2 separate regions of the Mus musculus genome follow, and region 2 is linked to region 1. A link is a contact called in public HiChIP or PLAC-seq data. All regions are on one chromosome and are shown on one strand. The core of a region is the stretch at or near the end of the contact, and the rest is flanking DNA. Distances in the headings are between cores, read along the strand shown. Region 1 has its middle 9.7 kb from the start of Gm32833. Region 2 has its middle 110 kb from the start of Phactr1.

Region 1 (4,889 bases), core at 1,113-3,612:
CCACACTGGGACTACCTAACCCTCTTCCTTACACTGTAAGTAATAAATTCTCTGAATCTCCAGGCAGCGTAGTAGGTGCCTTGTATCAGACAGAGCACATCCCAGTCACTCTTAACTTTTTGCTATGTGCATCTGTCGTTTCTTCAGTGTCTGTCATTTCTTCAGTCCGGTTTCCATGATCAAGCCATAAAGGATGAGGCAAGATCCCAGAAGCAGAGATGGTACAGAGGAAGAATCATGAATGGTTGAGTCTGTGGGTAAGGACTAAGGATGTGCTTTTTAAAAAGAAAACATGGATGGTACCTCTTTTTACCATCTCTGTTCTCTTGGTCCTTAAGTCCTGCCCCTTGGGATGGAGAGGAGAGCCCTCAGTGCCGGAAGTCTTCCCCAAGTGCTGCCTACTCTCTTTCTTCCTCAAGATCCAGGGGAAATTTGTTGTCACAGCTCTGGCCACACTCTGCTGAAGCTGTATCTTCCTCATGTATCTTCCGTACGTCATTTATCATAAGTATGGGACTAGCTTGCTCATCTTTTCTCTTGAGACCCACAACCCTGGTATGTTGAAGAAGTATTGTTTGAGTAGAGCTCTATAATTTCCTCCAATATGCCTATGTGTTCAAGTCTTGGGCACCAGCCCTGGACCAGGCTAATACTGGGGACTTGTAGAATCTTTAGGAGGCTGGGACTCATGAGAGGAAGTTAGGTGATTGGGGAATGCCCTTAAAGGAGATATTGGGACCCAGAGGCTTGATGCTTCTGTCTTTTCACTACTTAGCTCTTATGAAGTAAACAAGCTCCGTCTGCTACCTGCCCCAAGGCACTGTGTGGCTATCAGCTAAAGTACAGGATCATGAAACTATGAACTGAAACCTTTGAACTCATGAGTCAAAATAAACCTTTCTCCCTTTTAACTTGGCTGACTCCAGTTAGTGTGTCACAGTCACAGAACACTGGCTGAAGCAAAGACATTAAGTTATATATGATTTCGTGACTTAACATATGAGGAAAATATTTGAAGCTGATGAACAGGTCATTACCTCTTAACTACCCCAGCAAGCACAGCCAGTTTCTAATTGAAAACTAGCTTTGTGGAAGCCTAGTCCTTCACTCCCGAACAACACGGGACAGTCATGGAGAGATCAAAACCAAACTTCCAAGTCAAGTGTGATAACAATGTATACCCAATAATCCCACCATTTTGGATGCAGAGGCAGGAGGATTATGGTTTTAAAGCTAGTCTCAGCCACTCATTAGGAGCCTGCCTCAAAAAAAACAAACAAACAAAAAAAAAAAACAAAAAACAACAACAACAAAAAAAAAACAAAAAAAAACCCACAACCTTTTTTTATATATCCTAGCTTTTTTTAAAAAGAAAAATTTCTATTTATTGAAAATAGATTTTTCTTATATAATATATACTGATTACACTTTCCCCTCCTTCTATTCCTCCCAGTTCCTCCCCACCTCCTCTCCTATCTGGATCCAGCCCTCCACCGCTTTTCCAGTCATTAGAAAACAAGCAGGTTTCTAACGGATAATTTAAAGGATAATAATAAAATAAGAAAAGATGGAACAAAAGTAACATATTAGAATAGGACAGAACAAAGAGATGAAAAAGAGACCCAGAAACAGTATAAGAAACAGATAGAGACACAGAGACAGACTTGTTCACACATCCAGGAAGACAACATATGCTAAGCATATCAAAATGGAAGATGGAAGGATATATATATATATATATATATATATATATATATATATATAAATATATATTTATATATATATATACACATATATGTACACACACACACACACACACACACACACACACACACACACACACATATATCCATCCAAGAGACCTGTGAATTGTCTGGTTTGAGTTTCCATTCTTCCTTATTTAGTTTTTCTGATAAGTTGTTCATGAAGGGGTATTGGTTAGAACAAGTATTCCTGGAAATGACCTGGGAGCCATAACGCTGACAGCATCAAAACCTCTCAGTGTGGACCATGGTTGTCATTACTCCAGGCTCTGAGCAGATCTTAATTTAGAGGCTTTACCATGAGCAGAAGAAAGAGGAGCCTAGCTGGATCCCCTCCTCATCCCTGTACCCTCCCACTGTGCATTCCTGAATTCTTCCTCTGATTGATGCTTGGCAGCCTCTGTTCTGCAGAGAATGGTTTGTGAAAACAAACACTGGTAGGACTGCTGGCCATTGTTAGGGAGACAATAGAAGGACCTTGATAAGCATCTCCAGCCAAGCACATTGGCAGCACCATTTTCCAGACCTGCATTCTACCTGTGGCTCCACAGAGCTAACTGAAACTCCTGGCCAAGAGAGGATATTGTTTTCTCCTTGGAGAGGCTGAAAGCCCTGTGAGCACTGCTATGGGGGCTGGCCTAGAGCTAGCTGACTCTCACAGTACTGCCTAGCAGCTGTCAACCACAGAATGTTCAAAGAGCTGTTGAGCTTTCTGAGTGTTCCTGATTGACTGAGGAGCTAATGAACAGGTGCAATGTAGCTTATTTTCACAATTGGGATGGCTTTAGATAAGTATGCACAAAACTCTTTTATGTGTATGAATGCATTTCCCGCTTGTATGTATGTGTGTACTACATGCATGTCTGGTGCCTATGGAGATCAGAAAGTGGTATCAGACCCCTTAAAGCTGTAGTTAAGGATGCTTGTAAGCTACTCCATGAGTGCTGGGAATTGAACCTGGGCCTTCTACAAGAGAAAAATATGCACTTAACCTTTAAACCATCTCTTCAGAAACCAGGGTTTCTTTTATAAAAGATAGATTGGAAATGACATTTGCCTTTGTGTAAAAATCGCTACTCTGATGTGGCAGCCATATTTTATCCACTAGAGGGTTTCAACCAAAAGCTAACATCTATTTTCAAAACCATTTTAGAAGCATATGTTTGTGTGAGTTGAAAACCAACTACCCTGGATGGCTTTGAAAGTGTAGGAGCCAATTATTCTACAGGCCCTTTAAATTAGAGCATGCCTTCATACTTAGCAGACAATGTAGCTGAAGATTTTTGCAATCTGCACACCAGTGGGTAGGAATTCCTCTAGGCTGAAACAGAGCCATCTGATCAACTGCAGGTACATGTGTACTGTGTCAAAAGCATTTTCAACATCAAAAAGCTGAGACCATCATCCTACATGGATAAGTTGTTGAAGAGCCAAGTCACGGGTAGACAGAAACTTTATTTTCTAAATGCTGAGGATTCAAGTTGATTTGGGATTTCAGAAGTATGAGAGACATGTCCGGATGATGAGTTTAGAAAGGTTTCATAAAAGAGGGAAGTTTAGGACTAGGAAGATGGCTCAGTGGGTACTAATCATGAGAGTACATTCAGGTCCTTTGCCCCCAGATAAAAACCAGATATGGTGGTGTGTGCTTATAAACCCAATTCTAGGGGTTCAAATAGAGGGCTTGGTAGTTGGGGGTTAAGAGGTGAGGGGGTGGGGGATTTTCTGAGGCTGACTGTCCAGCTGGTATAGCCAAATTTTTGAGTTCCAGGTTCAAGGAGACAACTTGCATTTTAAAAAAATTTGTAAATAAGCATTTGAGGGAGGACACTCTGGTTTCTATGTAGGCTTATGTTCACTAGTACCCAAGAGTAGAAAAACGAAGTGAGATTCAAGATTCTTCCAAGAATTCCATCCCGTGTATTGCTGTTGCTTCAGTTTACTCTGTATTCTTAGCAGACCTGAAGACAATCGACAGGAGTAGTTACTTTTGCTACCTGCCTCCTGACCCCAACCCTGGATAATCTCCTCATGAAACAGAAATGATACAATCCACATGTCAATGTTCAGAACAGTTAGAGTCATGAAGGTAAAACATGTACGGCAGAGGGCCTTAATTATGGGCAACACACCTCTATCAGAACCTTGATCACCGTTCTTTCTTGATTTCAGTTTATTCAGTTTAAGAGTTAAGGGTTTTCAACATGACAGTTACCAAAAGAAGAAGGAGCTGCAGGGGACAAATTAATGTCTCAAAAACTCCAGGTCAGAATATCAAAGGGACCATGATTTCAACATGTGACAAGTATTAGGGAGAACTAATGTGAGCTTTCCAACACAATAGAGTAATAAGCAAAAATCTCAGGGATATGACTGAGTCCCATAACATGTGGTGACACAAGACTACCCATCTTCTGTCTGCCATATGTGTCGTGTTCTCTATTAGCATAAAATTCCAGTGACCCTTAAATAATCCAGACCCAGTGACATCACAATTCTGTTAAAATCAAACAAATGAGTACAGTTCAGTTTGTTCAATCAAGCTTCTCTTGGCCAAGATGGAATAAGTCTCTGCCTTGAAAACACAGTACAGTGTGAAGAAGCAGATTTTTGCTATAAACTGGTTTTATGTTGGACTATAGTTTTTATTGAACCTGTTAATCATTTATTGATTTTTTTCAAGAGTAATTGGTTATTTTTATGCATTTGTTCATGTGCTTGTGTGTATTCATGTTTGTCTGTGACGGAGTGTGTGTGCCATATGAGTGCATATGCTTATGTATGTGTCGGGGGGTGGGGGGTACATGTGAGCCTGAATGTACATTCATATGTGTACGCGTGCACTTTGTCAGAGGATAACCTTGGGTGTCCTCCTCAGGATCACTTTTCATGTGTTTTCTTAGGTACTTACTGGTTGTAACTCGTCAATTAGGCCAGGTGAGCCAGCCAGCCACCCTCAGGGAGACACCTGTCTGTTTCTTAACACTAGGCTTACAGGGATGGCCCGCCACACCTGGATGTACACAGATACTGGAGAATGAACGCAGGGTCCCATGCTTGCAAGACAAGCATTTTATAAGCTCATTTTATAAGCTCAGCTCCTATGTTTTAATGAGTTTCATTTTC
Region 2 (4,889 bases), core at 635-3,134, 150 kb after region 1:
TGACCTATGCTAGCCATCGGTCACCTGAAAAGCAGGCAGGTAGTGTGTCACACAGTGAAGGGTTGAAAACAGATCTCACTCACTGAAAATACTGATGCTGTACTCTTAAGATGAACAGTCAAATGGACTCTTATTTGGTTCACTGTGGTTCCAAGTCACTCAGCATCCATCATGTATCATGAACTAGCTCAACAGACGTTTTCATTCCACCACCAAAGACAAGGAACTGACCCTTGACGCTCAAGTGTGAATAATGGACAGATATTACTGATTTTCACTAAAACTTGAAGTAGAAACGATTTTAAGCTGCTGCAAAGTTTTCTGGATCTTACCAAACTCACACACAGTTGGCTGTCTTTACAAGTTCTTTTTTTCTCTTTATTGCTCTCCCTAAGGCGTCTTTCTCAGCTCAAAACACTTTAGTTGACTCTTTGCCCAATATCTACCATGTTTCAAGTCTGCCAAAAATGTTTAACCTGGGGCATTAATGCAACTGATAGCTCAGTCGCACACAGAGCTGAAGAGCCAAGAAGGATTTGCCAGGTGTAAATTTTCTGTGTGGAGGTATTTAGAGCAAATCTGGAAAATGGTGGCTCTGGATTGTTTGTGGAAATTTTCATAGTGACCTATCGTGACCCATCTCATTCTTTATATCATCTCAGAGCAAAAGTGCAAACCTGACACATGTTCCAAAGATTGGAGCAGAATTTTCCAAAAGTCAGTTCAAATCCCTGATGATTAACAGTTGGCTTTAAAATCTTTTCTTTTTAGATTTTGTGTGTGTGTATGTGTGTGTGTGAGAGAGAGAGAGGTTGTTTGCGTGTGTGCAAGTGGGTGGACATGTAGACGTGTGTGTTTACATGTGAAAGTGTGTGGTGTGTGTTCACTCACATGCTTGAGAGTGTGTCAGAGTGTGTATTGGGTCAAAGATGAGTAGTGAGTCTCTTTGGAAGGTAACACCCAGCCTCTAATATTTTTGAGACAGGGTCTCTCATTGAATCTGAAGCCAGCCAACCATCTTCAGGGATCCTCTAGCCTCCTGTACCCAACCCCCCACCCCCAGTGCTGAGATTACAGAAGCACCTACCTGGCTCTTTACATACATATCTACAGTAGAAGCTCCAATGCTTGTGGCAGGTACTTTATAGACTGAGACACCTTGGCAGCCCTGTCCTGAAACTTAAACTCTCAAGTTGGATATTCCGAGGATGAACACTAAGGATACCTCAGCTTAGGGGAGGTCAAAAATGAAAAGTCTTGTGTCCAGTTTCCTGGCCTTTCCGGTTGAGTAGATCTATTTGCTGCTCTGGATGGATTGAGGAATTCTGCATTTCAGTTACTGGAAAACAATGTTCCTCACCCTCAGTTCTATAGGAATTCATGTTGCTTGCTCTCCTCCCTCTCCCTCTCCCTCTCCCTCTCCCTCTCCCTCTCTCCCTCTCTCCCTCTCTCCCTCCCTCCCTCTCTCCCTCCCTCCCTCCCTCCCTCCCTCCCTCCCTCCCTCCCTCCGTCCCTCCGTCTCTCCGTCTCTCCGTCTCTACGTCTCTCTGTCTCTCTGTGTGTGTGGCTGTGTATCTGTCTGTGTGGCTGTGTGTCTATGTGTGATATCATATCTGTATCTGTATGTGGTTTTGAAGCTGCAATTTGTCAGTTTCGTTGTTGACACAGGACAGTTGTAGGGTTTGATGTGGGCTTGTCTAAGAAAAAGAAAAAGGAAAAAAAAAAAAAAAACCTTCTTCCAGGGCATGCCTTTATCAGAAGTCACCCCTCAGTTATTTACAAGTGCCATGGTTACAGACCTGCTAGACTGATGATATTCACATGCAGGAAACAATGCAAGGAAAACAGGATTTGCTCGGCTCCGACTTCGCTGGCCCAAGAATTCCAGGAAGTGATTGTACTCCGCGAAACCGTCTGTGCTGAGCTAGATTGTCTATAGCTTTTAAGGTCAAGTCCTATCACACTGCATTTGCGATGGCCTTTGTAACAAGGCAGCCTGTTTATGAAGGCGAGTACACGCTGTGTTGTTTACCCAGCCCATGTGGCGTAAATGTGAGGTATATTCTAAACCGTGGCTCAGGATGGTCCAGGGAATCCATCACCCCGCGTTTCTGACACAAGCTTGGGATGGGTTCAAAAAGCATCTGGAAGGGTGACCACACAGCCTTGTGGAACATGGGGACAGTCACGAAGCACCGGGCCCCTGACAGGACAGGCGGGTCTGTGGAGAAGATAAATGTGGGGAGCACTCTGAGTTTATATTATTAGATGTCGTGCTTCCTGGAGTGGCTGAGCCACCTCCTCGGAGGGAGAGAAATGCTGGTACAGTAAGCGACTCCGCGCCGCCGACTCTGACTCCATGCACGGAAAGGGGGGTAGGGGCAACAATGGGATTTATTTCTTCATAAGAGACCTGGGAGGCAGCCAGGCATTCCAGGGCCTTGCTCTGGAATTCTTTGATTTCTCTACAGTGCACAATGACTAGACCTGTGGTGCCCCAGAGCTCAAGGATGCTGGAGTCCCACGGGGGACAGCGGGACTGTTCACGTGCCCAGCCAGTCCAGTGGCCCACTCTGCTCTAAAACAGACCAAGTCGTTGTAGCTTCTAGGTTAGACCTAATTGACCAGACCCTGTGTGTACCCTCTCTTTGAATGAGATCCATCCTCGGAGTGATGTTGAACATGAGGATGCTGCTGTGGCAAGGATACTAGTAGAGCATCTTGCTTTCTTTCCTGCTACCCAGTACATCCACTGCTACCCAGGCAAACAAGGACCACCCTTTTGGAGATTTTCAAGCAATGTCCCCCAAGGCCTCAAATCTTAAAGGGCAAGCATGACAGCATATGTGTCCTTAAATGTAATGGACCAAGTGAAACCCAGTAAGTGACTCTAGCTGGTAATCACCAATATCAATTTAATGTTAGATTATCGTTAGGATGTTTTCTCCAGGGCAGTGGAATAGATGACAGTCGGGAAAGATTTCCTGTTCAGTTTTCTCTCATGATAAACCTGAAACATACTGTCAAAATTTTAGATTCCATTGTAGGACGGTATTTAGTGACTGGATTTTTATCAGGTTTCTAAATCTATGCCTTGAGGTTCAGCATTTCATTCACAGAGATGCTGTGGACCAAAACTATCCTCAAACCCCATATGAAAGCTCTCTTTGTAGTAGGTTTGTAGAGGAACATGGTCGGGTGTGGTGATTAGCCCTATGACCTCCTAAAATTACCAGCAAAAGCCCAGAAAACTCAGTTAAAAAAAAACAATAAAATGGGTGAGTCATGGGGCAAGAAGTTCAGAGCTCATCGGACCAAGTGTCTTGAGACCTCTGCCTCTGCTCTTGCCCTTGGCATTGACACCTAGGAAGTTTCTGTTCAATCATTTATGTTTTCAGACGTTTATGTGGTCTTTCCCTGCATCCTCTTTTAATAGGACACATTTGTTTTAGCTTACTGGCGTACAGTGGTGGAGAGAAAAGAGGTAACGTTAGTTAATATAGCAGGATGCTGCTTCTGTAGTAGAGATCAACCCATCTGTTCATGTGGCCAACATCCTAAAATGCGTGCTTCCGTTTTACGTTGTTCTGTTTTATGTGTGTATCCGCTGATCGTTTCGTATGTGTTTATAATGAAAATTAACCATTTTCGACTGTGATTCTCATCTCCCATCCTGTCCAGATGAGACTTTCCCCTAAGTCTTTACTTTTCATCTGCAAAGAGAGTAGTTTTGAAGACTCTCTAAGGACCTCTCCATCCGGATGGGAACTGTGAGATCTGCCTTAGAAAAAAAGTCCTTTGAGAGGAAGAATAGAGACTTCCAAGGGAAACTGGGAAAGCATAAAAATACAAGTCCTGGCATAGGACAAGTTTAAAAAAATCTCTGAAGGACTTTGACTTTTTAAATAAGTGTTTTCCACATTCATGAAATTCTTGGAAAAATTCTAGGATGCTAATATTATAAATAAGGAATTGGGTCTGTAAGGCTTACATGACTTTCTAAAGACGCTTGACAGCTACAGGTTCAAGTCTAAAGTCAAGTCATGCTGCGCAGCCCTGGAAGAAGGATCGACGAGCGAGAGGGAAAGGAGTTCAGAGGAAGCAGGCGGAGAGAGAGCAGAGTCACTCTCTGTTGTCCTTGGTGCATGCGTGCATCAGTCCTTGGTGAGTATATCAGTCAGTCCGTCTTCCCCATGGTTAGGGTGGTAAAAATTCGAAGACATCTGTGTAAGAACATTTTACAATTTTTTAGTGTGCAACCTCAGTATTTACCATCAAGCCATGCATAAGAGGGAAAAGATTTCTACTGCAATCATTTACTTGAGGGGTATCTTTGTTAATTAGGAGAATTAAATACATTAGAAAGTATGAAAACCGTGTTCTATGCCCTAGAGATCTCAAATACACCATCAGATCATGTAAATAAAATGTCAGCATAAACTTCCTCGATGTTTGTAGTGTTAAAACTAGCAAGAATGCTAAATTAAAACGAATTATAGGGAGAGAGAGAGAGAGAGAGAGAGAGAGAGAGAGAGAGCTTAGCAGTTAAAAGCACTTGCTCTTGCAGGGGACCTGAGTTCAGTTCCCACCACCCACGTCAGGGAGGTCACAACCACCTCAACTGCAGTTCCAGGGACTCTGACACCACCTCCGGCCTCCAAGAACACTGCCTGAATGTATTATTCATGCAGACAAGCAAGTGCACACATACACATAAAATAAATTAACAATTGAAAGGCTGAAACACTATATATATATATATATATATATATATATATATATATATATATATATATAGGCATAGACTGCACAGCTGGTCAAAAGGTCAAAATGCACAGAATGCTGACTAAGGGGGTGGGTAGCCCCAACTTATACACATACAGTGCAAC

The links. HiChIP or PLAC-seq counts read pairs in DNA pulled down with a chosen protein or histone mark.
Region 2: a contact with region 1 is called in an H3K27ac HiChIP or PLAC-seq map of extraembryonic endoderm stem cells, with 2.8 times the contacts expected there. The contact joins two enhancer-like sites. A contact is called at or near these places in 4 of 484 Hi-C or Micro-C datasets (3T3-L1-derived adipocytes, bone marrow-derived macrophages, cortical neurons and 1 more) and 2 of 115 datasets of contacts at active chromatin or transcription factors (extraembryonic endoderm stem cells and fibro-adipogenic progenitors).

What each region holds. Positions count from the first base shown.
Region 1 is chr13:42,410,614-42,415,502 of GRCm38.p6, forward strand. No RefSeq gene overlaps it. Among named protein-coding and RNA genes, the nearest start is that of Gm32833, 9.7 kb to the left of the region's middle. Within about 2 kb of position 2,363, at least 7 of the 459 cell types and tissues checked have an H3K27ac peak or open chromatin away from gene starts, as enhancers often do. A contact at or near this core is called in extraembryonic endoderm stem cells, where this site is marked.
Region 2 is chr13:42,563,522-42,568,410 of GRCm38.p6, forward strand. It overlaps the pseudogene Gm47125. Among named protein-coding and RNA genes, the nearest start is that of Phactr1, 110 kb to the right of the region's middle. Within about 2 kb of position 1,885, at least 16 of the 459 cell types and tissues checked have an H3K27ac peak or open chromatin away from gene starts, as enhancers often do. A contact at or near this core is called in extraembryonic endoderm stem cells, where this site is marked.